3 separate regions of the Mus musculus genome follow, and regions 1 and 2 are each linked to region 3. The links are chromatin contacts, called in public HiCAR-type and promoter capture Hi-C maps. All regions are on one chromosome and are shown on one strand. Each heading gives the region's core, a stretch centred on a gene start, on an enhancer-like site or on the middle of the called end of the contact. The rest is flanking DNA. Distances are from core to core; before and after follow the strand shown.

Region 1 (3,338 bases), core at 249-2,748, 660 kb before region 3:
TACTGACCTTTTTAGTCCTCAGAATCCCCTCCGGAAGCTGCTGATGCTTTGGCTAGCCTAAAACCTGAGAAAAATAAAGTACGTTACCTTAAGAGCATGCCACAAGAGACTAGTTACTATTTTAATATAAAGGAACAACGTAGAGAGAAAAATGACCAGCAAATCCCTAGCCAGAAGCCCGGAGATGAAGATGCGTGATTCTCCTCAGTGAATGAACACTACTAAGTCTCTCAAAGCAAAGTCAGAGCCCAGGGTCCCCTGGACATAGTAACCCACGGAGCAGACACTAGTGGTGAGCAGGAAGGAGGTAGCCCGCTTCACACCACATCACTCAATCCAGACCAACAGGATAATTAGCAGAGAAAACATTCCTAGGACCAAAGCCTGTTCCTGGTTCTCATTGCAGTAATCCTGTTCTCTGATTCCCGGGGCTGCCTGGACCAGTGCCAACCTCAGGATCACAACAGGCCACCCAGCCCTTGGACTAACCTTCTAGGTCGCGGCTTGGAGCACTAGGTCCTAAATTTCGGGTATCCAAATCCACAGCTCTGCAATGCGTTCTGCCGGTTAACAAAACTTGACCATTCATGGAAAAAAGTAACCCTTGGCCGTGGGGAAAATCTAAAGGAGCAGATCAGAAAGTTGGCTTTTGCAAGGGAGGGCATGTACCCACTTGCATATGCTGGGTGATGGTTCCCTGTGGTGCATGAAAGTACAACTTCAGGGCCTGGCAGAAAGCCTTCCCGGAGTTGAGTTCTCTGGCAAGACTTGGCAGGGATGAAAGCTTTAGTAGGTTAGGCTACCGCGTCTTTTTGCACAAAACGGTCAATCGCGCTCCACTCGTGTGTGGCTTGATTGGATTTTCACGGACCTAAAAAGAGAAGAGGAAAAAAAGGTAAAAATCTGAACGCCGTAAACCATGAGAGCTGGGGTTACTAGGACTACCACATGAATGGCTTAGGGCATTGCTGGGCAACAGAGCCAGCAGCGGACAGATGAAGTGCATCTGGGACTCAAAGACTATCAAGTCCCAAGGTAGGCAAGCAGACAGAGCTCAGACAGAGCTCGGCTGCCTGAGGCGCCGAAGTGGCAATCCTGCTGTGGCGATCCTCCGGTTGTCTGCGGAACGTCAACCCCTCCCCTGTGTAGCGGAGTCAGCCCCTCGCGCCCGGCAGCAGCCAACCCTGCCCCGGGTGCTTGGGGAAGCAGCTGTCTTAGGAGACGCTCGGCTCCCAGGTGTGCCTGGAGAAGCCACTCCGCCCCAGCATGGGGATCGAGGCAACAGGGCAGGCCTGGCTGGGCATCTCCCTAGCCTACAGCCACCGATCAACTCCTGGTAACCAGCTGAAGGCCGCGGGCTGGGATCAGAGTCCCAGAGTCAGGCTGCGGGCCCACGGGGGTGCAGGCGCCGGCCAGGAACAGGCGGGGAAGGCGCGGGGCCCACCTGCAGCTTGACTAGGGAGCGGCGGCGGCGGCAGTGGCGGCAGCTTGGGAGTAACGAGACGTCACCGCCGGCAGCCGCGAACCGGAAACCTCCGGCGCCCAAGCCGGGCCAGGGGGCGCCCGGGAGCTGCCGCGACACCTTGGCCCGGGGCTCAAGGGCGGACCGGAATGCCTTGACCACACCCAGCGACCAGAGTCTGGAAGGCACTCTTGGACACCCATCAGCCAAGGTTACGGACACCCTGTGACCCACAGCCTGATCCACTGGGGACACCCGCCTACATCCCCTCCGGGACGTGGGACACCGGGGTGCAAGTCCCTGGCTGCTCCTCCAGGCGCTTGGCAGGTCTCCAGCACCAGAGAGTAGGCAGGCAGACTACGGGACTGTTTACATATCACTCAGGGTTGTAATTTTATTGCTTTCCCATTCTGAGCAGAAGTTGCTGCCCTGATTTTCAAATGAGACTGGATGTAGTGGGACACTCTCTGGTGGGTAGTGAAAATACTGTAGATTCCAGGGAATTGTACCTGTCCATGAAGTGTCCAAGTCCAATGGCTACTCTTGTTTAATTTTTACGTTTTTGCTATTTCATGATGATTTCTAACTGCTTGTTTAGGTGATGATTACGTGTATGCATATCTCCCATTCTCTTCCATTCTTGACACCTTGCAGTTCCAGCATGCCTTCTGGAGCATGGGGGAGACAGCCATTAAATTATGATTAAAGGGTTCAAGGGCTGACAGGTGGCTTAGAGTTTTCAAAGCGCTTGTGGGAGCAAGCCTGACGACCCACGTTGAATCCTAGGATCCTACCACGAAAGGGGAGAACCCACTCCCTGACCTCGTTCTCTGACCTCCTGGATACTCACACCTTCCTATACAATACTAATAAATGAAAAAAAGGACCCAGCTTATATTAATGGTGTCAAAATAAACATGCTCAGATGCATTCAGTTCACAAGGCTTACATGTCTTATAAATTTTAAGAAGCTACTATGAGAACTGAAACCAGAACTGGTGGTACAGGCCTGCTGTTCCAGCTACTCCACAGGCTGAGTCATGGAAAAAATTTAAAAAAAATAAAAAATAAAAGGAAGTTCAAGACACCCAGACAACTTAGTGACCACGGAGATGAGTGCTATCCTAACATGTGCACGACCCCAGGTTCAATCCCCAGTAACATACAACATACACATGGGCTGGGCACTTTAGGGAAGGCCTTTCTTTAATCCTAGCTAGCACTTGGAAGGCAAAGGCAAATGGATCTCTGTAAGTTTGAGGCCAGCCTGATCTATGTCGCAAGTTCCAGACCAGCTGTGTTTTATATGTGTATGTGTTTAATATGTATATAATTTGTTTAATATATATCCTGTTCAGTATGTATTGTGTTAGCATGTCATTTACATGTGCCAAACACACATTAAAGAACAAAAGAACATTACAGTAGTTTTTAAAATGCATTTTAAAATTTTTATGTATAGGTATTTTGTGCGTGTATGCACACACGGCCAGAAGAGGGCATCAGATCTCTGGAACCGGAGTTACAGTTATTAGCTGCTATGTGTGTACTAGGACTTGAACTCAGTCCTCTGAAAGAGTACCAGTGCTCTTAACTCAGCCACTAACCACACTAGTAAGCCTGGCAAAGGCGATGGAACCAGGGCGCTTGTGTGACGTGACCACAGCACAACTTTAGGAGACTGTTTGTTTCAGCTTAGTTGGTACTCTACCGGTTTCGTTGTTTTTCAGGAAATGCAGCTTCCCATTACAGCAAAACATGTAATTATGGCTATTTTGAATCAACTTTAAAAGGAGCTTGAGGTGCAATGATATACAGTTAAAACCAAGTACATGAAGTAGGTGAAATGTTTGCTAAACACAGATTAACCTAATGG
Region 2 (3,198 bases), core at 155-2,654, 630 kb before region 3:
TGAGGAATGAAGAGTGTTGGGGAAACTGAACTGGGAACAGAGTTTTACATTTATTTGTTCAGTGTGTGAAACCAGAAAACAAAGCTTAAGGCAAGATTAGGTCTTCGAGGTAGCTAATTAGCATCCTCACGGATACCAGGGTTTAACTTTGCCTCTTGAAAAATGTGGTACAAAATTATAGTAACCACACATCCACTTAAACTATTCCTATTCTTCAGACCCATGTTGTTTTGTAATCTAAAACACAACAGATGATCAATGAAAATAGCATTCAAGAAAGCATATTCCATTTCAGACAACCTGCCCTCTAAAATAAATTATACAGCACTATCCATGTCTCAGATTTCGCCCGGGGCGGGGGATAATGAGTATCTTTTTATTTGAAACATCTGATCTTAAGTTTAGTAACTCCAGCTCTGGGGTCCAACCACAAAAAGGCGAGCTTCCCAATAGCAAGGTGCCACAGAGAATGAAATAAGATCACGATATATCTACAGTCATACATAAACTACGTTATCAATGATTCAACTTAGGTCCCGAGTTTTCAACAATGTACATCTAAAACCAGAAACCACAGTTAACTTTCATCCAAAGGTTTGCCCCAGTGTCTGTTGCTACACACGAAAAGTGCTCCAGACTCCCTTAGACGTAAAGACACAAGCAACCGAATAATCCTGGAAAGAGTAATTTCAGTTCATCTGAAAGATCTGGTGCTGCAAAAAGGGCTACAGTTGGGAACTCTTGGAGCACAAATTCTCTTGGGACTCTGCCCCGTACAGACTGTGCCTCACCTGGAGAAAGTTATGCATTCTGAGTTTCGGTTAGCTCCTCTGTAGAACACGGGGTCTACCATCCCTGACTCGGGTTGTTTTGAGACGGTGAACTTTTTGTAAACAAAGTCTTTTGTGTTCCTTAAACGCTTCCCGCGGGGCTCCGGGACTGGGGATTTACAAGGCTCGGACCTAGGGCGCCAAGGCGGAAGACGCCTAGCAATTGGGGATCTGGGGCTGTGCTCCTGACTCTGTAGTCAGGGGCCTGGGGCCAGGACCAGAGCTCGAGCTGACACCTGAGGTCAGCAGGACCCGCACCGGGGCCGAGGCGTGCGGGACTGGGGTCCGACAGCAGGCAGGCAGGCAGGCGCGACACCCCGGGACCCGCTTACCCGGCTCGCCGTACGGGATGGCCTCGGCCCAGGCGCTCGGCTCCTCCTCCTGGATGTCCAGGACCCTGTCGATGGACTTCTGGGCCTGGGACAGGGCCTGCTTGGCGAAGCTGGACAACTGCGAGGCATTGAACCAGCTCATGGCCCCTCCTCAGCGCCGGCTCCGGCCGGCTCCGGCGGCCTCAGCGGCGGCCCCGGCCCCACCGCCTCCCGCGGCCGCGCGGCGCTGCGAGCCTTCCGCACAGCTGAGCCGGGCCCCGCCGCGCATGCGCCGCCCTTCCACGTACACAACCACCAGATCCGGGAGCCGAGTTCCGCCCAGACGGAAGGACGGAGGCGGTAGCGTGAAGCCACATCCGGGAGCGGAGCGGAGCCCTTAGTTACCAGCCGCCTCTGGGCTTCATGGCCGTTCTCAACTGAGGGACGCGATCTGCGCCGAGGCCCAGACCTCCGGGAGCGACCAGAGCCGCGTGTGCCTCGCTATAATCCCGGCGGCTAGGCCTCACACTTATTAATCTTGGTACTCAAAAAGTAGTTGGCCAGTTCTCGCCTGGCCTGGATGTCTATGCCTGACTTGATGGGCACGGTCCCCAGGTCCTGGAACATTAACAGATGAAACCACCTCCCTCTCAACCTAATTCTGTCATCTGAATGGCGTTCATCAGCACACTCCTATGTTAAGAGGTGGGGCTTTAAGGAACTTTCTGGGTCACGAGATGACTGTGACACCCACGGGAAAGAGATGAATGCCCTATTAAGAGGTGCCTACGCCCTCTCAAGCATAACATACCAAGGTCACGCCAGCCATGAACTAGAAATAGATGGCTCTCATCAGCTGTGCTCGTCTTGGACCTCCCAGTCACAAGAACAGTAAAAATCAAGTTTCTGTAGCCTATGAGCCAGCCACTTTATGGCAGTTTGTAACAGCGGTTTGGATGGGTTAAGCCACTTGGCAAGCAATAAAATATTAACCCATCAGTACATACTGTGCACACTGCCTAAAAGATACAGCTTGTATGCTCTCTTTCCCACACTTGGTCATGGGAGAAAATTTAAAGTCGATGGCCTTCCTTGTCCAGTCAGCAGCTGTTTGGTTTGGTTCTAATAATGCTAAAGAAAAATTTTCTACCAGCATTTAAAGGCTAAATTTAATTCAAGCATTAGCCCTTTGTGAAAAGAGACTCCTACCCTACACAAAGAACCACGGGTACTTAAGGAATGCCGAAGCTAGGAATGGGGTAAATCTTCCCCTGGGAAGGTTACACACTACCAAATGAGCAGCCCCGAAATCATCATACAGACTGAGGGTTGTACTAATTAATGCATTTGAGAACGCATATGTATACACACTTATATACTTAACAGTTAATAAAAGAGACTTAATTTGAGAGAGAGCAATAGAGGTCTATGAAAAAGTTTAGAGGGACGGAAGGGAAAGGGGAAATGTAATTTTATCCCCCAAAACATTCCCTAGGACTACCAGAACTACTAACAGGATGGCTTAAAATGACAGAAATGCTTTTGTGGTTTGGAGCCAGAAGTCTGAAGTTGTTCACTGGAGCTGTCCTCCCTCTGAAATCTTCATGGAGAATGCACCATGCTTCTCCTAGCTTCAAGTCTGCAGTCAATCCTTTTGTTCCCTGGGTACAGGTACAGCACTCCATTGTCTAATCTTCCTCCCACATCCCTCTCACCTCTTCTAATAGGGATGCCTACCTTATCAGATTGGGTCCTCTGTATTATATCTGCAATGACTCTATTCTAATTAAGGAAGGGAGGGAGGGAGGGAGGGAGGGAGGGAGGGAGGGAGGGAGGGAGGGAGGGTTAGTTGCATCCTAAAGGGCTTAAGAGCCCTATTCTGGTTCAGAGCTGGCATTTGGTAGTATGTACATTCTGTTTTAAAGGGCAATGGCACCATCCTTAGACCTCTTAATAGGGTGCTAATCCTTTTTCCACGGGTGTCACCTAGTGACAAAGAATGACTGAACTAAAATTTCCTTTGACAATTATTTTCACACAATTTTCCATGTATCTGC
Region 3 (3,167 bases), core at 62-2,561:
TCATCACTGAGCAGCTTTTAAAAAATTCTATGTATGTATTATGTGTACCTGCACCTGCATTCAGCTGTCAGGAGACAGATTGCAGTAGTTAATAGTTCCATTCTTCAGTCATGTGTGTCCTGAGGACCAATTGCAGGTTGTCATGTTTGCAAATAAGTAAATTTACCGACTGAGCCATTTTGCCTGCCCCTAGTGTATACAAATTGCAAGTAATTCTTTCCTTACTTTTGACCTTGCAACACCATCTCAAATAGGTTTCCTAATCTCTTCTTTCATAGATGAGGAAATTAAGGCTTCTAGGAATCCAATGGACATGTCTAAGATTACACAGGATTTCTTAGAAGAACTAGGAATTTCTGCCATCTTAAAATGCCACCCTTAACTCCAATGTCTCAAAGCACTCGTTGATGTTTTATACAACATGAAGAGTCCTGCTGGAACTAACCAGAAGACAGGTCTGAACATACAAATGAGCTAAAGTGCGGTCATTTAATACATCACCTAGCCGAGTACCTTGAAGCTGCACCGGCTTGCAATGTTAGGACAATCTCATCTGAACTCCCAGCCAACTGAGAAATTGAAAGCAGACGGTGGTGGTGGTGGTGAAGCTGTTTGGTAACTTGATGTCTTTTAAAATTAACTGAATCCTTCAAGTGCTGCTTTAGATTAGAGGTGACTAATTGGATAAAAGGAAAGGAGCCTTTCAACTGATGAAGAGTATTGTGGGAGCTTATACTGAGTTCCAGAAAAAGAACGCACAAGAACAACTCCTCCAATAATGCTTTCATTATAAAAGTGAAGTTTCCAACACTCTGTTTCAATAGAGGACAAAATGATGTGTCGCTGCAGTCCAGAAGAGCTCGGGGGCTAATAGAAAGTCCTTTTATTTTAAAAATGGGTTTTAACTCTGACCGAAACTTTCTAGTTTCAAAACCCCTTAGTGTTTTATTTTTTAAATGAACGCTCGGCGTGTCCTCGCAGATGTCTAAACCAGGAGGGACAGTAGAAGCCCAGGCTGAGTTGTTCTTATTAATATTAAACAGCCAGGTCTGTATCCTTGAAGCAAACCGGAGAGACACGGAGAGGAGCTGCTGACATTGACAAGGAATCCAAACAGGACTTGCACTATCCGTGTACACCACGTTGTCTCTCCCCGGTTTGACCTTCTGGGAGTTGTAGTTTTTGCGGAAGCTGATATCCTGGAGAGCTGGTGTGCTCTGCCCAGGCGGAACCACAAATCCCAGGGCGCACCGGGCTCAGCCCCTCCCGCTCTGGTGTGAGAGTAAACTCACCGCGCCGGGGCGGGCGGCCGGCTAGCGGGCTGAGTGGGGCACTGCGCGGGGCGCGCGGCTTGGGGTACCCGAGGCCCCCCATCTTTCTCAGGTGCCCGGGTTCTGGTCCAAGTCCCAAGCAGTGGAAGGCGGGCAAGAGGGAGTCATGCAGTCCGAATCGGGAATCGTGGCGGATTTCGAAGTCGGGGAGGAGTTTCACGAAGAACCCAAAACCTATTACGAACTCAAAAGTCAACCTCTGAAGAGCAGGTGAGTGGTGACAGCTGGAGGGAGGCGCGGCAGGAGGCCCATGGGCCCCGCGCCTGCTACCCTGGGAGGAGAACAGTCAGTCTGGATAGCTCTAGGACAAGGACCCCGTGCCCTTGCCTTGGGGTACAGGGCGACCTGGCCCCTGGCATTTAGGGTCCCGCTTACAGACGACTTGCTTGCATCCCAGGGTATCTGACAGTGGCATTTTGGGGACACCGCGAGTCTCTTGGGATGGCTCATCCAGACGTGGGGACCCTCGGCTGCAGATGCCAGCTGCTGAGCTAGATGGGGGCTGGGGCGGTACCCGGCGCGAGGTGGGGTAGGAGGAGCACCGGACAGGGACTGTGATCTGGTGCTACCAAGAGCAATTTTTCTGAAGCTCCCTAGCAGGCTGAGGGGCTCAGGAGAGGGGGATCTGATGCTCCAGGGCAGCGATGAACTGGCCTGGAGGTCTTCCCTTGTAGACCAGCCCCTCTGGGAGATACTACTCAGAGAGGCCTCTAGGTGAAGTTCACCTGAGCTTCACCTTTCACCTGCCACAGGACAGCACCGAGGAGGTGTGTGTGTGTGTGTGGGGGGGGGGGGTGAATAAAAGGAGGGGAGGAGGTTGTGGGTGGGCGTGTCTCTCAAGCTGGGCAAGCTGTCTGGAATAGAAGTCTTTACAAATGCAAGAAGGAAGGAAGGAAGGAAGGAAGGAAGGAAGGAAGGAAGGAAGGAAAGAGAGAAAGAAAGAAAGAAAGAAAGAAAGAAAGAAAGAAAGAAAGAAAGAAACAAACAAACAAACTACCTTAGAGGTCTGTGGTGGTTGGGAATGCTCTCTTGGCACCTACACACATTTAATTCTCCAGGCGCTTCAAGAACTTTGGGCCTAGAGTGAAGATGTTCTCTAGTCTGGTGCCTCCCAACTCTTCAGTACCTCTGCAGTATCCTAATCCCTCACGCCACCCTCCATTGCTACTTGCCTGGCAGAATCGGTTATCACTCTCTTTGGTCCCTCTGGACCCTTGAAGTGCTTCTTATTTGTCATGTTTACAGAGAGGGGGATAGTCACTGGAATCTGTGACTTTATTTCCACCCTTTCAGTTGTGCGATGAAGTAAGGCTAACATCATCACCTGGTGCATCAATTGTCTAGGGTCTAGATGAGTGAGGTTCCCCTGGTAGAGGGGCAGAGGGACTCACTTTCAGGGGCCAGGAAGGCAGAATTGAGGGGTGGAATCTTTGGTTTGGGAGACAAAAAGGCTGGGTCTTATAAAGTGGAGACAGGTTGCTTTCCTTCAGGGCTGGGACAGGACCTTGAATCCAGTCATGGGAACAAACTCTGGGAGGAGCAGAAGCCCTGGCTCCCTGGCTAAGGCAGGCTTTTTGCACATGCTTGTGGCAGAGTGGAAGGAAATGTGTTAGGCATCAAGATGCATAAACTCAGCCTTTCACTAGTGGCTTCTTTTCATAATGGCTATTTGTGTGTGAATGTAGATAAGGGTGTATTGGGTGCTCTGAGAGTGATACTGTGTAAAGCGCATTGTTGGTTATGCTCATTAGAGCTTTATCTGCATGTGGCTGAAGGGACCAGTGTTTTACTGAGCAGTCAGTCCCTGCTTTTGCTTCTATAAGCAAATGCTTACAA

The links. Promoter capture Hi-C pulls out the DNA fragments that hold promoters and counts their contacts. HiCAR-type assays count read pairs that join an accessible place to other places.
Region 1: a contact with region 3 is called in a HiCAR-type map of astrocytes, with 2.2 times the contacts expected there. The contact joins the promoter of Eogt here to the promoter of Mitf in region 3. A contact is called at or near these places in 1 of 115 datasets of contacts at active chromatin or transcription factors (astrocytes) and 1 of 9 other capture datasets (adipose tissue).
Region 2: a contact with region 3 is called in a promoter capture Hi-C map of pre-B cells, with 2.1 times the contacts expected there. The contact joins the promoter of Tmf1 here to the promoter of Mitf in region 3. A contact is called at or near these places in 2 of 39 promoter capture datasets (the 3T3-L1 cell line and pre-B cells), 1 of 115 datasets of contacts at active chromatin or transcription factors (forebrain) and 1 of 9 other capture datasets (liver).

What each region holds. Positions count from the first base shown.
Region 1 is chr6:97,147,388-97,150,725 of GRCm38.p6, forward strand. It overlaps Eogt (EGF domain-specific O-linked N-acetylglucosamine (GlcNAc) transferase), which reads right to left and starts at 1,499. Exons shown (of 18, transcript NM_175313.5): 1 at 1,445-1,499; 2 at 490-871; 3 at 8-64.
Region 2 is chr6:97,177,720-97,180,917 of GRCm38.p6, forward strand. Tmf1 (TATA element modulatory factor 1) reads right to left here and starts at 1,405. Exons shown (of 17, transcript NM_001081111.2): 1 at 1,163-1,405. The coding sequence starts at 1,304.
Region 3 is chr6:97,805,747-97,808,913 of GRCm38.p6, forward strand. It overlaps Mitf (melanogenesis associated transcription factor), which reads left to right and starts at 1,312. Exons shown (of 10, transcript NM_001113198.1): 1 at 1,312-1,541. The coding sequence starts at 1,438.